2 separate regions of the Rattus norvegicus genome follow, and region 1 is linked to region 2. The links are chromatin contacts, called in public Hi-C maps. All regions are on one chromosome and are shown on one strand. Each heading gives the region's core, a stretch centred on a gene start, on an enhancer-like site or on the middle of the called end of the contact. The rest is flanking DNA. Distances are from core to core; before and after follow the strand shown. Region 1 overlaps Tcf7l1 (transcription factor 7 like 1). Region 2 overlaps Tcf7l1 (transcription factor 7 like 1).

Region 1 (4,852 bases), core at 2,087-4,586, 73 kb after region 2:
CTCCACTCCCCTCTCCACTCTGCCTTCTCCCCATGTGACTTAGCACTCTGTATCTGCAGTGACGCCCGATATGGACTCGGGTTACATGGAGTCCGTGGGGTTAATCCACTGCACAGAAGTTTGTCCTTCCCCCACCCCATATCCCTATATGATTCTTGAAGCTGTGTCCTGTGTTTGGAACACCTTGCACATACTCCCAGCCTTGGGACAAGAACACAGGACACTTATTAAACTGATCTGCCAAATGTTGCCCAACGACGGGCCAGTGGGGTACAGAAAGCACCCTGGAAGCACACTTAGGAGACACTGTGCATGTATCCCAACAACCGCAGATCTTAGACTTGGCATGAGGTTGGCAGGTTGTCATCGGCTAGGAACCAGCATGTTCTAGGTCTCTCCCTTCAAAAATATGTCCCTGTGCTCCAGCCTATTCCCACGGATTATTTTCCACAAAAGAGAAGACTCCTGAAGCTGTCCTATGGACTGTGTGTGTGTGCGTGCGCGTGTGTGTATCTGTGTGTGTGTCTTTGTATCTGTCTGTGTGTGTATCTGTGTGTGTCTGTGTATGTGTGTCTCTGTGTGTGTGTCTTGTGTCTGTGTGTGTCTTGTGTCTGTGTGTCTTGTGTCTGTGTGTGTGTCTGTGTCTGTGTGTGTGTGTCTGTGTCGGTGTATGTGTCTCTGTGTGTGTCTGTGTCTCTGTGTGTGTCTCTGTGTGTCTGTATGTGTCTATGTGTGTCTGTGGGTCTGTGTGTGTGGGTCTGTGTGTGTGTCTTTGTGTGTCTGTGTGTCTGTGTATGGTGTATGATATGGAGAAGGGGCTTACACATGTGTGTGCATGTATCTTAAGTGTTGTATTGCTCTCTCCTATTTTGTTTTTAAAAGACAGTGTTTCTCATTGACCACTGATCTGAAGAGGCTGGCCGGCCAGTGGACTCTGGGATCCGTTGTTCTCAGTATCCAAATGCAGGTCCTCATCTTCTACTGTACCCACTGAATCATCTTATCACTACGTTAGCCCAGGTTGTCTCAGCCTCCAGAGTGCTCAGATTGCAGGTACGAGTCACCACATCTAGATTTCTCTGGGGTGGTTTACGGTTTATCCATTTACACCTAGTGTTTGGCCACTCACCAGACCAGGCAGAAATGCTTTTGCATAGCATTCAAACTGCGCAGCCCACTCTGTCAGTGTCCAGGAACCTCCTCTTAGGGAAGGCTCTTCTCTAGCCCCACCAAAATCACTGCCAGGCAGAGCCACAGGGCAGCTGGGCCCTGAGGTCTATGGAACCTGAAACCACCCAAAGCCTCCCTTAGAAATTGTAGAGGAGAAGCAGTTGAGGCCTTAGGCAAAGCTATGCAAGATGCCCGGACAAGGGGCCACTGTCAAGTGCTCTTCTCAGCCTGAGGCTGGGACTCGTTCATGTTCAGTGCTGGCAGTGAGGAAGCCATTGGCTTCTTGTTGTTTGCTGACTATATGATGTTGAACAAATCATGTGACCTCACGACATCTCAGTTTTTCCATCTTTGAAGTGGGGCCAACCCTTTGAAGCCAGCTGTACATGAAGGGGCAGATAGATACTTGAAGCCATGCTTGGAACACAGGAAGCACACCACAGGTCAGCTGTTACTTGCTTTGGAGGCCACCAGGAGCAGGAAGGGCGAGACTACTGGGAGCCAGGAGGTATAGAATATCATTCGAGGTTTCAATGTGACTCGAAAAGATTTGATCAGATGAGTTACTAGAAATCTGTGCATGAGGCCAGGGAGCCCGCCCAGTCTATAAAGTGCTTGCTTTTCAAGCCTGAGGATGAGTCTGACCCCTAGAACTGACATTGTTAAAAAGCCAGCTCTTGGACCTGGAGAGAGGCATCATCATTAAAGAGCAAATCTGGCTCTGCCAGAGGACCCAAGTTTAGTTCTCAGCACCCGAGTTGCGTACCTGCAGCTACATATAACTCCAGGTCCAGGGGTCGGGCGCCCTCTTCTGGCTTCCACAGGCACCCATGCACTCACATTCCCTACCCACATAATGCAAAAATAATAAAAATAAACCTTTAAAAATGGGTGCGTGCGTGTGTGCGTGTGTGCGTGCGTGCGTGCGTGTGTGTGTGTGTGTGTGTGTGTGTGTGTGTGTGTGTGTGTGTGTGTGTGTGCGTAGGGTAGGGTAGGGTTGTAATTCCAGCAGTGGAGAGAGGAACACAAAAGGATCTGTGGTAGTTGCTGGCCAGACAAGCCTACAGACCAGTGAGTGGGAGGCCCTAGCTCCAAAAAGAGGACAGTAGGGACTGGAGAGATGGCTCGGTTACAGTGCTTTCTCTGTCTTCCAAGCAAGCAACAGGTATAAGGATGGGAGTCTGCATCCCCAGACCCTCCTAAATGCTGGGCAGATGTGGCCGCCCACCTGTTATTCCAGCTTGAGGTCTCTAGAGTGAGCTGCCAGCTAGACTAGCCACATGACCAAGCTCTAGGGTCTGGGTTCCACTGGAAGACTGTGCCTTAATACAAAGGTGGAGCGTGCTCAAGGAAGGCCTTGACCTCAGCCTCAACAAACATGTGCATCCACATACAGGTACACACACCCATACAAATACTCACAAGAAAACTTAAGGGTATGTGGCAACTGAAAATACACCCCGACTTCTGCATGGATCTACACACACGTGTGAATCTACATACACATGAACATGTTCTTACACAAATACACGAGAAATCGTGGGTGGATTCCCACATATATAATAGGTTGGTTCTGTCCTACCAGAGCAAATGGGCACACCCGACAGGCAGCTGGGTCCTCAGCTATCACATTGCTACCCCAAAGTCAACCACAGAGCATTTTGCAAGTCAGAAGCTTCAGGGTACAACCCACACTTCTGTCCCCTCTCTCAAAGGGGTGGGGGTCCTTGATTTTCTCCCCAACTGATGTCTTTCTGTCCCTCCTGCCTACTCAGCCCTGGAGCAGTTCCCAGGACTTTGCTGAGCCATGTTCTGGGTGGTAACACCCACGCAGGATAGCCAGACTCACCCCACACATGCAGCCATTAAAAATTAACTCCAGAGATCTTTAGGAGCAGAGAAAGTCACCAGAGAGAATGGGTTCAAAGGACAGAGCGTGACTAGAGGTTTGGGACATCTAACAAGTTTTGACTGCAGACAGAAGACATCCCCCCCCTTTCTTTCAGAAAAGGATGAGAAATCTTTTTTAATGTGTTTGCCGTGGAAAACACTTAGCTCAGCACATTCCACAGCTAAAAGGAGGCAAACCAACCCTATGGCAGGACTCTCACCAGCCCACAGGCTCTCAACGAACTCCTGCACTGCCAGGTAAGGGAGCCAGCCTTTCAGCCTCTGGAGAAAGGGCTGCACATCAGGAGAGTAAGGGGGCAGTTAGCCAGCATCACTTAACTGCTCCACACTGCAAAGAAAGTTCCTATTAGACACAGGGCTTGATGCCAGTCTTATTTATTCTGTTCTTTTTTCTTTTTTTAAGTGAGGGGGCAGGGGTGGGGGGAGGGAGAATCTGAAAGATATGACAGGGCAGAGGTTTATTAATTCTGGCCAGCAGCAGCAGCAGCACCAAGAAAGAGTTAGTTCCACCCCCTCTCATCCCAGCATCCGGGAAGCAGAAAAAGGAGGGTGACCACAAGTGTGAGGCCAGCCTGATCCGGTCTGTATAGTGATTTCCAGGCCAGCCAGGAGCTGGCTTAGTGGGATCCTGCCTCAAAAAGTGTTGGAGTGGAGCTGGAGAAATGGCTCCATTGGTAAAGTGACTGTTACGCAAGCAAGGGGACCGACCTGGCTTCGGATCGCAAGCACTCGTGTAGAAAATACACTGGATGAGGTAGGAGTAGGTAGATTCCCAGAGATCACTGGCCAATCAACCCAGCCAATCAGTGGGCAGGGGATTCATTGATAGGCCCTGTCTCAATGATAAGGTGAAGAACCGTGTTTGAGGAACATGTTGACCTCTGGCTTCTACAACAGGAAGGAAAGAAGGAAGGAAAGAAGGAGGGAAGAAAGGAAGGAAGGAAGAAAGGAAGCAAGGAAGCAAGGAAGCAGGGAAAGGCAGACCAACGAGATGACTCAGCAGAGGAAGATACCTGACAACCTGAGTCAGGACCCACAAGGTGGAAGGACAGAACCAACTTCTGAAAGTTGTCCTCTGACCGTGAATGGATGCCATGGTGCACGCCCCCTGCCACACACACACAAATAAATAAACACGTGATTTCTAGAAAAGATTTTAAATTCTTATGTTCACATCCTAAGACTTTTAGAATCAAACACTTAGGGGGCTTGAACTCACTGACAGTGGGGCCAGCTGAAGCTACAGAGTGACCCTAACACAACCAGCTCGACGGTTCTGAAAACTAGACAGGATGTGTATCAAACACCAGGAAGCCAGGGGACCAGTGAATGCCACATTGGCCTCAGATCCTGGAGGTGATTAGGCATGAAAACAGTGGCAGGTCTCAGTTTTCATGTCTATCAAATGGACAAACATCCGAAGGCTGGAGAGACAGCTCAGCAGTTAATAGTACTTGCTGCTCTTAAAGAAGACCCAAGTTTGGTTTTCAACATCCACATTGGGCAGCTCGCAACGGCCTGTAATTCCAGCCCTGGGGAATCCAGCACTGTCCCCTGGTCTCTTCCTTCACACGCAAGTAAGTGCCCACTCACACACATGCACACATTAGAAATAAAAATAAATCTTGGCATTAAACATAAAAAATAAATCTTTTAAAAACTGTCTAAAAAGTGCTAATGCTAAAAAGAAAGCCCCCTGGAAGGGAGGAGAACGTTCGTGGATTCCGAGACTGGCTTCACGATCCCCCACACAACAGTCCCTTCCCCCCTC
Region 2 (5,619 bases), core at 3,101-5,600:
AAGTTCAGAAAGACACAATATTCACGAGGCTCCGCATCAAAGGTTGTAGAGAAGGAAACGGTTGCTGGAGACGGGAGACTCTTCAGTGGAACTGTCTGCAAGGTAGGCAGAGAAGTCCAGCGTTGTAAGGAACACTGCTCATGCTAAGGTGGGCTTTTCAGTGACACAACTACTTTGGAGTCAGTCACACCAGCTTTTAAGAAACCCATCGGTGGGCTGGGGAGATGGCTCAGCAGTTAAGAGCACTGACTGCTCTTCCAGAGGTCCTGAGTTCAATTCCCATCAACCACATGGTGGCTCACAACCATCTGTAACAGGATCTGATGCCCTCTTCCAGTGTGTCAGAAGACAGCTATAGTATAACCATATGTATATAATATGGATATATATTATATATGGATAAATATTATAAAATAAATACTTCTTTAAAAAAAAAGAAAGAAACCCACTGGCTCACCATGCTATACCTGCACAGATCATACATTGGTTCGTTGTGCCCTCTCTGGGATGGACAGAGTTTATGTTGTTTACTCTGCTCCTGGCCACAAGCAGCTCAACCCCACAGAGTGATGTCCATTAAGCCAAGGCTCTTCTGAAGGGGAAGGAACATTGGCACGAGCCCGGATTGAAGCCACCCTGACCACTACACAAACATTGGGGACAAAGTTGGCACCTTTCCTTTTCTTCATTTGACAGAGGACCGAGTCCGATCACCCCAACTGTGGGTTGTCAGTTGAGCCGTCTCCTCTAGTGTCTTTAGGGTTACCCTGAAACTCTTGATAAGATTCCCTGTTAGCCACCTCCTGGAGTTCTTGTCCAAGTCACCCTGTCCTTCATACTGACTGTCACCTCCTGGTCAGAAGCTCTGTTCAATTCGATGATTGAAGAGTACCCTGCCCCCATGGGCGTTAAAATCCCAGGCTACTCATCCTATCCCCCGCTACCCTCACCAGCAGCATCCTTGGACCTTGTTCTGGCCATCTCAACGTCTCACTGCACTGAGCTCTCCTGTAAGAGTTGTCAAGAGACTGCATGCATTGTCCATACTCTGGGTGCTATTTGTTATTTGGTCCCTGGGCCAAGTAGGTGGTGGGGTCATAGAGCACCATGCCTCTCCTCTGTTGCATTGGGAAGGTATGTAGTCAACACACACACACACACACACACACACACACACACACACACACACACACGCACACACACACACATACACACACACACGCACATATACACACCACCTTCTGATACTATAGTCTCTGAATAGTATCCCACAGTAATCAGACAGACAACTTACTCAGAGATGGCGCTAGGCACCAACCACAGCCCATACTTCTGTTCTCCGATTACTTCCAGGTTTCTCAATAGATCCTGGAGCTCTCAGGAGTCCCTAATTAGATCATGGTTCATTCCCCCATGTGGCTGGATATCTTTCTTTTTGGCAATATCCTGATCACAAGTCTTCCTGGGGGACTTCAAACCTAGATCTGTTACGAGTCGTTAATAAGACTCTGGGAACCACCTCCCCCTTTACCTTGGTCCAGAAGCTCTTCCTTCCAAGCTGGCAGCCTCTGCACCCTGCAGATGCTTTCCCCCTTATTCCACTTGGCTTGTCAGAGCCCCAGGGACGAAAGGGAATTCCTCACGAGAGGAAGCCCTAAAGCCTACATCCTGTTCTTTTTGGCTATGACAATATCCACTTCCACTACTCTCGTAGCTTAGGCTGGCTTTGGGTTATAGTTAAAGCATGCCTTCCTGTCCTGACAACCTCTGTCAAGACACACAAGTGCTGGCAGAACTGTCCACAGCATCTACTTCACGGAGCACTCCTCCACTTCAGCATCCAGGGAACTTCTGACAGCAGGTCTTTGGCACGTTGGATCCCAGAGCTCACGTGGTTGATAACCACAACTCCACCCAAAATACCTTTTTTTTTCCTCTTTTTTGGGGAGTGGGGTGGAGGGAGCTTTCTATATAGCCATGACTGTTCTGGAATTCCGTATGTAGACAAGGTCCTCCTGCTTCCAAGTGTTGGGATTGAATGTGTTTGCCACCATGTCCCCAGGAGGCATGGAGTCAGAGGTTTAGATACAGGCCTGAAGCATTCTTCCATAGTGTATTTGTAAGATGGGCTGTAGGAACTTAAACCATTTTATTAATATCATTGGAAATAATTTTGATTGCTTGGGCTTTGACATACCACATGTTCACATATGAGCCAGCATTCTGGAAGTAGTAAGTAATTACCCTAATGCTTTAGCATCCATTCCGCTGCCCCAAGGGGATTACTCACTAGAGATGGCACAAAGGTTACTGACAGGTAGTGGGGTAGGGTTTCAGAGGAGGTGCACAAGTCCTGTCATGAGCAGACACCATGCCGCAGAAGAGCCAGTGCTTAGCAGTGTAGGAAGATCCTGGAGGATCCTTGGAACTCCTCCTCGTAGGAGAGTTGAGCATCTCTTTGGTGTTTCATGACCCAGAAGGGACTGGAGCCATGCTGCTCTCCCTGAAGGGTGGGGAAGTTTGGAGCTTTGAAAAATCCTTATCATATGTTCGTTAAGGTCACCAAAACATCTTTCACATGGGTGTCAATAAATGGCCAGGTCTCATCTCAACCCCCCACCCCCACACCAGGAAGTGTGTTGTTTAGAGACAGGGTCTCATTATGTAACCCAGACTGTCATGGACCATCTTGTGATGACCAACCAGGCTGGCCCAAAATTCACAGAGATCTGCCTGCCCCTACTTCTGACATTAAAGGCAAGTGTCAACACGCCTAGCCACAGGGCCTCTTTAGATGATGAATTTTTTTTTTTTCCGGAGCTGGGGACCGAACCCAGGGCCTTGTGCTTGCTAGGCAAGCGCTCTACCACTGAGCTAAATCCCCAACCCCTAGATGATGAATTTAAAACATCAGTATTGCTTTCGTTTAAATGCTAGTCCATCAGGGGTGGAAAGACGAGCACTGGGTTCTCTTCTAGAGAACCCAGGTTTGGTTTCCAGCATCCTCACAGTGGCTCCTAACCGTCTGTAGCTCCAGTTTCAGGGGAGCTTGACTAACACCTTCAGGTGGGGTACGCATGTGATACACAGACATACACGACAGACAAAACATCCAAACGAACAAACGAAAAATATTCTAGTTCATAACCAGTAAAATGGGAGTGGCAACTCTGCCCATCGCCTTACCTTTTTGAGACAGTGTCTCTCAGTGAGCATGCATCATCACCTGGGCTGCACTGCCAGGCCAGCAAGCCTCTGGGATCTTATCTCTACCCTCCTGCCAGCCGCCATGCTGAGATCACAGTGCAAGCCCCTTATGCTTGCATAGTCAGGGCTTTCCTGACTGCGACATCTCCCCCTCCCATCAGCAATTCTTATGTTACTGCCACTTTATGACTGGGGCAGCTTGGCCTGAATGAGTACTGGGTAGTTTACAGGGCCTGGCCTCCAAGCATGCCCTAGTTCCAGCTGCTTCTCGACTTCGCAGTCTTGGAGATAGAGGAATGAGACCGTCCTTTAATTTGATGCAGACCCTAGAGAAGAGTCTTAGGGAGACACTGGACATCTCTTGGAAGTTTCCACAGACTTTCTCTGGAAACATATGCAATGCCCGGTGTTTCAGCCGCCACCATCTGAAGGCTTCCTGAGTGACTGGGAACTTCTGGGGAGCTCACGCAGTGTACGGGACACTCAGCGGATGGACCCTGCCCTCCTGTTCCTGCAGTTCGTTCAGCCTTTTGGACTCTCCATGGGTACTTCTCTGTCTATTGTTCACAGAAATGAATCGAGCTATGACTTGGGACTTGAACTGAACTTGAAAAAAAAAAGTTGTATGGCGCTAAGGGTCTTCATCCAAGTTTTTCCCAAAAGATTATTCTCCAAGGGAAAAAGAAAACAAAATGTCCAAATCTCAAACATTTTTCAGCCTCTATTATCCCACGCCTCTCTGTACCCCTTGAGACACAATTTTCAATAGTAAACCGGGCTGAAGTTTGAGGGCACGGCCTGGAGAAGTTGTTTAATTTCTACCACTAAAGACAAACTCAGATTCTTTCAGGCAGCTTTTCCCTCAGGCCAGCCCGCTGCTTTATGGGGCCAAACCACCAAAAGAATAAATGAATGCAAAAAATCTGCCTCACAGCGGTGAACACTAAGATTTTTTCTACAGATACAAATTCCCAAGCAAACCTAGCCCAAAGATAATCAAAATGAAGGCTGGCTTTATTGGCCTGTTAAGGGCTGGCTGCCTGATTTTCTTGAGGGTCACTCGGAAGGGTGGAGGGTATTATCAACAGGGCAGTTTCAGAAAATCAACACAGGCCAGAGGAATATCGATCAGTTTGTAATACACTGACCTGTCATTCCACAAATACTTAGGGTACACCCACTGTGTTGGACACTGTACAGGGCTGCTGTGGAAGACAGAAGGACAACATGGCTATGCAGGTGGCCTTCATCTAGTGAGGAGGTCAAAGCATCTGTCCCAATAGGTGTATGTCACTAAGAATTGGAGTAGCTGAGGAGATTTGAGATAGACTTTGAATCTAGGTGACAACTCATACAGGGAAGGGCTCTATGCTAGACTTGGTGCATGTGTTTCCTTTGTTGCTGTGTTCCCTCTTGAGGGGAAGGGTGTGTGCAGGGCAAAAGACATCCTTGGTTGTTCATAGTCAGGGGCTGCCCACTTTGTTTTCTGAGACAAGGTCTCTCACTAAACCTGAGGCTCACAGGGTAGGCCGGGCTGGCTGGTCAGGAGGTTTCAGGGACCCACTCATTCCTGCCTCCTCAGTGCTGGGATTGCAAGCATGTGTCACCACACCTACCTTAAAAAAAAACAAAACAAAAAAAAAAAAAACAAGCAAAAACAAACAAAAAAAACAAAAGCCATAGGTTTTGGGGGCTCAAACTCGGGTCTTCGTGTTTGCAAGGCAGCACTCTGTAGAGTGAACTGTCTCTCCAGCCTTAGAAGCAATGTGGATAAATGACATTTTGAATAGTTAAAAAGATCCATGGCACTGTTTTCCTAAATACAATTCCAAAGGTCACTACTGACACGGGCATTGGCCTGAGACATCAAGGTGGTTACTGCTGGGCAAGGGAGTTCTCCATTGGTATCTACTGGTGAGAGAGAGGATGTCTACATATTTACATACTGGAGAGATGGCTCAGCAGTTAAGAGCACTGACTGCTTTTCCAGAGGTCCTGAGTTCAAATCCCAGCAACCACATGGTGGTTCACAACCATCTGTCATGGGATCTGATGCCCTCTTCTGTGTCTGAAGACAACAGCTACAGTGTATTCATATACATAAAATAAATAAATCTTTAAGAAAAAAAAAGTTGTAAGTCAAGCCAACAAGCTGTTGAAAATATTTACTCCTAGCCCAGCAAATAAACCTTCCTATGACACAAAAGGCAAGGCCCAAAGGTAGACTATCCTGTGTTTTTCATTTCCACATGAGATGTGGCGGTGATGGTAGAGAGCCTGGTCCTGCACATCTTCTGTCTCCTCCACCCCTGCTTCTATCTGTGTCTCAGAACATCACAGCAGCTCATTGGGGGAACACAGTGCCAAGGGGACAAGGCCAAAACAGAGCTCCTAAAGAGGGGAGGGGCTATT

What was found. A called contact is a pair of places that touch in the nucleus more often than the background predicts.
Region 1: a Hi-C map of liver shows a contact between it and region 2, with 2.6 times the contacts expected there. The contact joins two enhancer-like sites. A contact is called at or near these places in 3 of 12 Hi-C or Micro-C datasets (kidney, liver and psoas muscle).

What each region holds. Positions count from the first base shown.
Region 1 is chr4:106,354,900-106,359,751 of GRCr8, forward strand. All of the region lies in intron 3 of Tcf7l1 (transcription factor 7 like 1), which reads right to left. Among named protein-coding and RNA genes, the nearest start is that of Tcf7l1, 46 kb to the right of the region's middle. Within about 2 kb of position 3,337, at least 4 of the 93 cell types and tissues checked have an H3K27ac peak or open chromatin away from gene starts, as enhancers often do. A contact at or near this core is called in liver, where this site is marked.
Region 2 is chr4:106,281,176-106,286,794 of GRCr8, forward strand. All of the region lies in intron 3 of Tcf7l1 (transcription factor 7 like 1), which reads right to left. Among named protein-coding and RNA genes, the nearest start is that of Tgoln2, 55 kb to the left of the region's middle. Within about 2 kb of position 4,351, at least 5 of the 93 cell types and tissues checked have an H3K27ac peak or open chromatin away from gene starts, as enhancers often do. A contact at or near this core is called in liver, where this site is marked.